2 separate regions of the Gasterosteus aculeatus genome follow, and region 2 is linked to region 1. Evidence: chromatin contacts called from public Hi-C data. All regions are on one chromosome and are shown on one strand. The core of a region is the stretch at or near the end of the contact, and the rest is flanking DNA. Distances in the headings are between cores, read along the strand shown. Region 1 holds the start of LOC120821052 (gamma-aminobutyric acid receptor subunit gamma-3). Region 2 overlaps cfap221 (cilia and flagella associated protein 221).

The links. Hi-C and Micro-C count contacts between places; a contact is called where the count stands out from the background.
Region 2: a Hi-C map of skeletal muscle shows a contact between it and region 1, with 6 times the contacts expected there. The contact joins the enhancer-like site here to the promoter of LOC120821052 in region 1. A contact is called at or near these places in 3 of 6 Hi-C or Micro-C datasets (blood and trunk muscle, liver and skeletal muscle).

What each region holds. Positions count from the first base shown.
Region 1 is chr1:25,711,283-25,715,760 of fGasAcu3.hap1.1, reverse strand. It overlaps LOC120821052 (gamma-aminobutyric acid receptor subunit gamma-3), which reads right to left and starts at 1,894. Exons shown (of 10, transcript XM_040179418.2): 1 at 1,609-1,894; 2 at 994-1,148. The coding sequence starts at 1,817. LOC120821055 (gamma-aminobutyric acid receptor subunit alpha-5) reads right to left here. Exons shown (of 14, transcript XM_078099023.1): 14 at 3,027-4,478.
Region 2 is chr1:25,795,650-25,800,127 of fGasAcu3.hap1.1, reverse strand. It overlaps cfap221 (cilia and flagella associated protein 221), which reads left to right. Exons shown (of 25, transcript XM_040176614.2): 23 at 1,346-1,438; 24 at 1,528-1,635; 25 at 2,428-3,024. The coding sequence ends at 2,557. Among protein-coding and RNA genes, the nearest start is that of cfap221, 15 kb to the left of the region's middle. Within about 2 kb of position 2,662, at least 1 of the 9 cell types and tissues checked has open chromatin away from gene starts, as enhancers often do.

The DNA of each region.
Region 1 (4,478 bases), core at 645-3,144:
TTTAAAAATAGCCTATTTTAGTTTACTTTGCCTTTAACTCAAGTTGCTCCTGTGTAGATATTGAAATCACAATTACTCCAGCATTTACGCCACCTAGTTATCGTTCAGATCGGTCTAAATCACAAAATGTCAAAAGACTGGGGACTGGATGTCCCCAAGCTTCCTGGAGCTAAACCCCAACAATGCGCCCCTTTTGATTCTCATGTTGAACACTGAGAAACATCTCAAGTCAGTGGTTCAGTCCTGTCATCGTCTTTGAAGATGATTGCCAAACTGCATCGCCTGTTGTCTTTCCCCCATTAGGTCACTGAGCATCTTCACTGTCACGGCTACGCGACTATAGATTAGTCAGATCTGTTTTATATCTCGTCTCAAAACTCACTCGTCACTGTTGTTTCTTTACCCTGATTTGTTTCAACGTTTGCCTGCAATTATTTTATCAATTTAACCCTAATTACAGAAAACCGTCATTGATTATCAGATAGTTAAACGTGAAGATACGCTGCTGTTCTTTGTTCTCTAAATATGTTTAGGTTGGGGATTGTTGTACTGCTGGTAGAAAGGAAACATCCGAAGATGGATCTTTAGACTACAGAAAATGACAAATTATTATATTCTGTTGTTCTATTGCAGAAATCTAGAAAATAATCAGCAGGGGAATTGATGAGTTAAGCAACTGTTGACCGCTATCCAAGTTCATACATGACCATATACTGCAGATAATGTTTTCCTGCTAACAGACAACTTGCTCTTCAAGGTGTAAAACGCTGGAAAACACATGCAGAACGTTTCCATTTGACTGCAGCCACAAATCCTTCACTTATTCCATCAACAGCGAATCGAGCGCTTCTCGTTTCAGCACCGTGGACAGCTCCACTCCTCAGCAACACCAATCAGCACGCCGGACAGCGCCACTAACTCCAATAAGTTGTTAGTCCTTTTTTAGTTTTTTTTTGTCACCAGTCTCCACACGTCAACGCGACCCGCCCTCACCTCCGATGTCCGGCCGCAGGGTCTTGTCGTATTCCTCGAGCAAACTGTTCAGTATTCGCGTGGCTTCCTCCTGATGTGACCTGGGGACCAGCATCTGATTGACAGTGGTGTCGTTGGGATCTTCGTCGTCGGCGCCATATTCCAGTAGATCAGAACTGTGTGAGTGTGTGTGTGTAGTGGAGGGGGGGGGGGGGGGGGGGGGCAAAAGGGTAGGGTGGGTGTCGTTAATCACGCTGAGGAACTGCGCCCCTCCTTTGATAAACACCATTGTCATAAGAAAAACAACTTTGTCGATGCAGCAGTTACGTATAATGATTGTATTTGAATGCCTTGAGTTTGAATGGCTTATTATCAGAGCATAGACTCTGTATCTGGCCACAACAGTCATTTTTGTGTGCGTGTACATGTGTGTGCCTGTGTGGGGAAAGCCCTTAGAAAAAAAAAATGAAGCCCCACACGCTTTTTTTTGCCAGAATCATTCACATGCGATGCGTAATTGCCCCCCACACAGAACTGTAAACATGTGAACGCTCACAGCTTCAAATAAAAACCTCTCCCAGCTGTTGATTGTGCGAATAAAATTGTTTTTGAAAAAGAGGCACAAATCTGACTCACCGAGCACATTGAACGAGAAGTATGAAGTGGATGACCACAAACTTGATTGTCATTTTCCCATGCGTGGATCTCCCCCTCCGGATCACAGGAATATGTGGATGGAAATCCCGGCGTTGTGCTGCTGCGAGAAAGTGCCAGTACAGTATAGGTGTGTGACCATCAATCCGTGCTCTGAACTTCCTCATCCGCCCACACACTTTCTTCTGCATGTCATCTGCGACCCACACAGCGCTCTCTCTCTCTCTCTCTCTCTCTCTCTCTCTCTCTCTCTCTCACCCCACCCCCTAAGCCACCCGCCCTTTCCGATCCTCCGTGCGCCGCGCAGGGGGTTCCTCCAGGGACGCGCTCGTGCGATCGATCGATGTGATCAGGTCAGCGGAGGGGAGTCGGAATCGGACGGTATCCAGCAGCGCCCTCTTCCCTTCCCTAAACGCCTCTGTAGACAACAGTGGTGTTTGGTGATGCTGGAGGTGGAGAACCTCAGCAGAGGAGCATCTTGCATGACTCATACACCTGGCTTAGTCTACACGCTGGTGATTTTATTATTTCAAGAATCGTTCTGCATATTTAGCATAACATCTGTTTTTATTACCGTTTTTATATATTCCAATTAATTAGGCAGTCAGTTCATTGGGTAATAAAGGTGAAGAAAGAGTTAGATTACTGTTTTAAAAAAATATTCCGAGCTTCATGCACAATTTGAAAGGGTGTGTTGCATTACGCAAATCATATCAATAATGACATGAGCATAGCATTATGCTACATGCACGCATCTTTACACGTAAGTTGCAGTGCTGCCGCTCACCTGCACTCACACGAGGTAATAGGCGCGCGGTGGGGGAATGAGGCGGGATGACGGGGGGGGGGGGGGGGGGAGCAGCTTGCTGTGCAACCCCGATGCACTCGTGAGGCTTGTGACGCGCACACATGGCGGCGCGCAGAGAGGCCTGCGCTGCCTCCTGGTGGCTGAAAATGAGACAGAAGTACCTCTCCAAGAGGGATAGCCGGTGATGGGATATATTTTATATATTCCCCCCCAAAAAAACTTGTGTTTACGTATTAACAATGATTTACCTCCATTATGCATGTTGTATCTAATGTTCCTGTTTGCTGGATATAATCTGAGACGAGAAAGAACTGTCATCTATATTAATCTAGTCACTCGTACATCAAAGAATAGATTCAGATAATGACATGAGAAATAGCGAATAAGCGGCACTACAGCTGAGGCCAATTTGTCTGGAACATTTCTGCATAAAGCAACGCCACTGGCCATTTTACACATAGACAATACATTTATCACGTTAGTTTCATAAAGCGGTTAAATACCAATAGCCTATTTCCCTGCATGTATAATCATTAGTCAATGAGGCTACACATGACTTTATACTATGAAGCAACTCTGTCCAAACGCTTGATAAGGAATGCCATGTTTGTTCTTCCTTTTTATTCAGTAATTTTAAGTATAATACATAAAACATACACAGTACATAAAACAAAGGGTGAATAACACTAATACATTAAGCTCTGCTAGGTACAATGGCTTTTCTGCGTTTTCCTTTGCAAAAAGTGCAAATATCTTCGTTGAATGTTTCCTCCTAAAAAAATAAAAACTAAGTTTTTCATTGATTCTGAAAAGCAAGAGTAACTACATCCACGTTCGGTGGCCTCCTGGAGCCTTACGGGCATGGACGACTGGTAAAGGCTCTCTAAGACGACCGCTGCGTGCGCGTTACATTCCCCGGTCCGAAGGGCCGAGTTCAAACCACCAGTCGGCCTCACTCGCCTGGCAGCCAGCTCTGGCTAAAGCACATCTATCAATCCTAAATTCGTCCCCAACACGCAGCAGCCACAGCTGTCCAGACACTACCGAGAAGAAAAACAAGCATTTGTCATCGGCTGGTCCGGCCACGGCTTAAATTGGAGTGAAGCGCTTTGCCGTGAACCCCCCCCCCCCCTCCCCTTGAATGGGTGAAAGTAACTTAAGCGGAGCTAAATCCCTTTTCTAACAGATGTATGGCAGATGAGTCTGTCACAGTGAATGAAGGAAGGGGGGAGGGGTGGGCAATCGTTTCTTGGCTGGCAGTAGAGAACAGAGTGGTTGGTTAAATGGACGGATGGATGGGGACACTCATTCCATCAGTAGCAAGGAAGATTAACGGACAGAGCAGTAGTCATTACTGAAAAATAAAGTCAAAGTTTTGTTAACTATTAAAAGTTAAGCTTCAACTTTTGTCAGGGGGCAAAGTTTTGTTTGAGGGACAGATTTGGGCTCAGGGGCCACTGTTTGCCAACCACTGGTCTACCGTCACGCTGCTGTGTGGAGACCCTGTTGCTGAGACATTTGAAAGATCTCTTAATGAGCCATATTAAGAGGATATTGAGCTGGGTAACGTTGAGGCCTGGCGGCACAGATACGCTCCCCAGCTAAGGCGAATGGGATGTTTTAGTGGAGGGCAGACGGACTGTCAGGCCGTCTGTAGAGGAACAGATACAGAGTTTGGAGGTCTTTACCGGGAGGGGGGTCTGTTCATCTGGACTGGCTGCCATGGCGATCACCCTCACAGACAAATGCATGGACGTCTTTTCCCACTGCACTCCATTGGACTTCCTTTGTCACTGCTGCTGAGCCGTGACGTACAGAAGGTAGATGCAGATTCAACATCAACCCAAACCACACAAGAACGCTGCAGGAAATAATGGCGCAAACATTCAAAACGAAGAGAGAATTTCGAAGCTGACATTTTCCCGGAAGTCCCGGTTTTCACAAAGCGAAGCGTGTGCAGTGGCAGCGGGTGTCACCTTTATTTGATTCATTGACGAGATTCCCAACTGCACTATTTATATGCGCAAGATCAAAGAAACAGTGA
Region 2 (4,478 bases), core at 1,413-3,912, 84 kb before region 1:
ACACAAACACGCACGATTTCTCTTGATTGCAGTGCAGATTGAAGTGATGTTCGTTTTTACGACTGCAGTGATCTGCCCTAGTTTCAGTTTGTTTGACTAATCTTTAAAGGAATAATACAAATGTTCCACCATTTGGGGAGAAAAGTACTGTCAAATACTTCCTTCTTGCCAGTATTGTATACTTAGGGAGAAATACTAGTCCAGCATTGTGTTCACTTAAACCGTGAAATAGTGATTTATTCATTCTTGAACCAAAATGGACAGTGAATAAATTATGATATTTTGCCGTTTTGCTTTAGTGAACACAGCAGGGGGCTGTCCCATGTGGTGCGCTGGATTCAACTGAAACCCCTCATGGTTGAAATGCTTACTTTTGGGTTGCTTTCTGCTGAAGCATCAAGCCGCTGTTAACCACCCGCTCGGTACCAAGCGCCAGAAAGTGTCAAGAGACAAGCTGGTCGACACAGCCGCTGCTTCCGAACAAATTTACATGCTAAGCACTGAATACTAAGTACTCAATCACTATGTTGCGTGGACTGAATTAACAATTAAGACTCTTCACACTGAACTCATTTGTCTTCTCTGCAGCACGTGACATGTATTGACTAGCACGTTATCGGTCTGAGCCAGCAAATATTGAAGATGATTTATTCTTTTTGTTAAATGTTCTAAAGCACATATTGTTTGTCATGTTCTGCTTAAATTGTACTTTAAGGTTTCTTGCCATGCATTTATCCAACCGGTTAATTATTTTAGCCATTTGCATTTCATTCCACCATTATATGGCTGCACCGTAAATTCAGGGAATTTCTTGCGTACACAAAACGGGCATTTCCACGCACTGTGCAGCTGGAACGAACAACTTACTCAATTTGACATTTTGAACATAGTCAAGTCTTCTTTCTGCTGCCTGAACGTGGACGATGGTTTGCTGCAGGTTTGATATTTAAGGAATCTAATGTCTGCCTGCTAACAAATGACCAGTGCAAGTTCAGGAGAGGAGGACTTGATATGATTTAAATGGTAAACAATGGTAACAAAGACCCCAAATGACCTGACGTACTTTTTGCAAATTGCAAACCGTGCTCCCATGTACCCGTCCTGTCCAGGGCCTGGGGGCGGCGGCTCCAAATCCAAACCCTCTATTTAGTTATATTTCACACCCATACGTGGCAGCAACTTTCACTCGGGAGATTTTTTTCATTCCCGATCAAACTGCGATTTCAAACAACCCGAAGCGGCCCTTCGATCTGCGTAAGATGAAGTAGATATCCGACCATTATCTCGTTCCGGTGATGTGTGGTCTGGCTCTTCAGGGGGAAAACGGTGTGTGTGTCCTCTATAGGTCTATCAACTACAGCACCGACACACTTCCACTCATAGCACCTCCTCCTCTCCCCGGACCTCCTGACGATCTGCCGCCACTAATGGACACACAGTAAGTGCACGCTGCACCGGCATCCATTGAACTCGTTTTTGGAAGCTTTTTCTCCAGTAGTAATCGCTGCGTATTTGTTTTTTGTTCAGGTCCGAAGGCCCCGGCGTGCAACTAACCCCGGAGATTATCCGAGCAGAGTTCTTATGTGCAGAAGCTCTGGTCTCCAATAGCAACCTGACCAGCGGAACAACTGTCAGGTGAGTCTGGCACGATGTGTGTGTTACTAAGGCAGTGATCCTGATGCCAGCCTCTTTAGGCAGATGGATTGCTTATTGACATTAATCAAACCACGTCCTATGTAATAGATTAGACAAATGTTCAAGCACGTCTACATGAAGACACGGATATCCTAGAACACGCTGTGCTTTTAGATTTAAGAAAGAGCGTCCTCAGGATAAACCAGACATGAAGTTAATGAATGTGCAAATTGATCACCTGGAGGCAGGAACTCTCTGCTGCTACTTTTTCATTCAAATGAAACAAGAAGGAATTCAATCTTGTTTTGGTCACAATGTTTCATCATTGATCAAGATTGCGTTGTTGGCTTTAGACTTATAATATATATATGTATGTAAAATATATGCGTAATTGTAGAAAAGACCCATGATTGAGGATTAACTGTTAACTCAGCCAACATAAATTCCAGTCATGCACATTTGTCATGCACATCATTCTATTATCATACTAATACTTGCTGTTATACTGATTTATTCATTAATTAATTTCAAAGTAAGTTCTGGATATAAATGCTTATGATAACATTGTGATTCTGGGTTGAAATCATAATATTTAGCCAAATAAATACTAGGTCTGACAAGTATTAGTCTAAATTAAAAAATGCTGCATATTATAATCAACACTAACATTAATAAGAGCTTTTATTAGAGCTTAAATGGATTTCCAGCTCAGGTGCTCTATGGGGTCTAGTTTAGCCACTGTTTTAATGCTTGAGTCTGTTTCCTCGGTAACGTTGAATCCTCCCGTCACAGGCACCAGAGGGAGCTTCAGTTGGAGGCGACCTACATGTCTGAGCTCAACCAGATGGGGAAAAGAGTGATGGCCAGGCTGAAGCACTATGGAGTCACTGACACCACTACACCGGGAGAGGACTGTGAATAGGCAACCCCCCCCCCCCCCTTACACACACACACACAACCCTCCAGAAACACCTTCAAATATGCTCTGTGTACGCACACATGAATGAACACAGTCATCACAAACACCATCCTACTCACAGATACGAGACTCCTTCCTCACCCACGTATAAGCCTCTCTCTCTACCACATACTCAAAATAACAGTAAGCTATTCCTACAGAGCCTCGGAATTTGTCCCTCCACCCACACAGATCCACGTATAAGCACAGTCACAGTTTATTCAAACGAGCCACCTAGCATTACTGACAACCACATTCAAAGTGATACACGTGTGTCTCTGTGCTGTAGTTAATGGTGTTGTAGAAGCAGGCGAGTACCATTCTGTACTTTTTTTAATCTGCATTGTTATGCAAACAACACTGTCATACTTTTTGGTGACAGGTAAATATAATTGATCTGAATTCATTCGGATTAAAAAAAAGTAATTGTTGAGTTTGGATTCTGTATTTGTGTTTGCACTGTCTGGTTGATACACAGCAAAGGATATGATTTCTAAATTGATTTAAAAACCGTGAAAGTTCACTATAATAGTTGTATGTATGTATGTGGTTGTAAAAAGAAAGGTCGGAATTAAATTCTCATAAGAGCTGACATCCTGTGGAATCACTGGGAGTCCAGCGTAGTCATGTGACCGTGCTCACCCATAGAGGGAGCTCCAACTCTGTGAGTTTCACAGTCAGGAAGACGTTCACATATAATTGTCCTTTTCCGGCTGTGTGTCCTGGTTCTCACCTAATGACAGTGTGTTTTATAGAAATAGAGTGGAAGGACACGGCATATCCAAACTGACATTTCACATACTTAATAATAAAAAAGGTCACACTTTTTTGATGAGGTGTTTGGACACACACAAATACCAAAGCCTGACTGCTTCCCTTGCCGTATAAACCCACAAGAACAGGTTGAGACCTGGAAAATATTCATAGCTCCCTATTTAATAAAAGCCAAAGCAATGGGACATATTAAATAAGTAATAGAGGTGTAATAATAGTAACGTGTGTGTGAGAGGAGACTATGTTCGATGTGTGAAGAGACATAACTGTTACAGTCAGTTTCTATAATTCATTCACTCCGCCGCCAGCAGCTTCCATTTCCAGTAAAAGAAATAAAAAATAAAACTGTGGTTCCTTTTACGGGTCATTTTACGGTGAAGCTTTGACCCTGTGAATGCACTTTTGTTTTCTCTGAACTGAAACATTAGGCGGACCACTGACAGGAAGTGTGTGTGTTTCAGCCCCCCCCCCCCCTCCTCCTCCCTCACTTGAACGCACACTCACAACCGCTGCTCTTCTGCACTTCACACATTTCATTCAATTACTCCTCAAACCTCCCTGGGAGAAAATTGTGTGGCCGTTTCGGTGGGTTTGGCCCGCCAATAACTGCCCCTCAGGGACATGACGTTCCCCCTCAAATTCTTTGACCGGCAAGCTTCTGACACAAGCTGAAAACACGGCTGGTCCGACTGAACAAAGTCTTTGGCGCAGTCCGCGTTTGGAATGTCTTCAAGTAGAGCTTTGAATGTCTTTAGGGCGTGTTTTATTTAGCCCTGAATGTGAAGCACTACCTCTTGATGCTTTTAAAAGGAATACTGCTTATTTTCTATTTTTTTTTAACATACGTGTTGATTTGGTGTGTGAGAGGGAAAAGAAGGTGGGAAAGAGAAAATGTCAGGACACTGTGAAGGGACTGTAAAGACGCCGTGTCAGCAGTTTACCCACCAGGGACAACTTTGCCCTGAATAAAAGCTCTGACTCTCAGCTCCGGGTCACGCAAATGGCGAATGGCGAGGTGCCCTGAACCCTCGGCAGAGCGGTAATCGCTGGCTACATTCAGCAAAAGGCGGCTTAATTGAACCATTTGGTTATTTTGTTGCCTGCGCTGTTG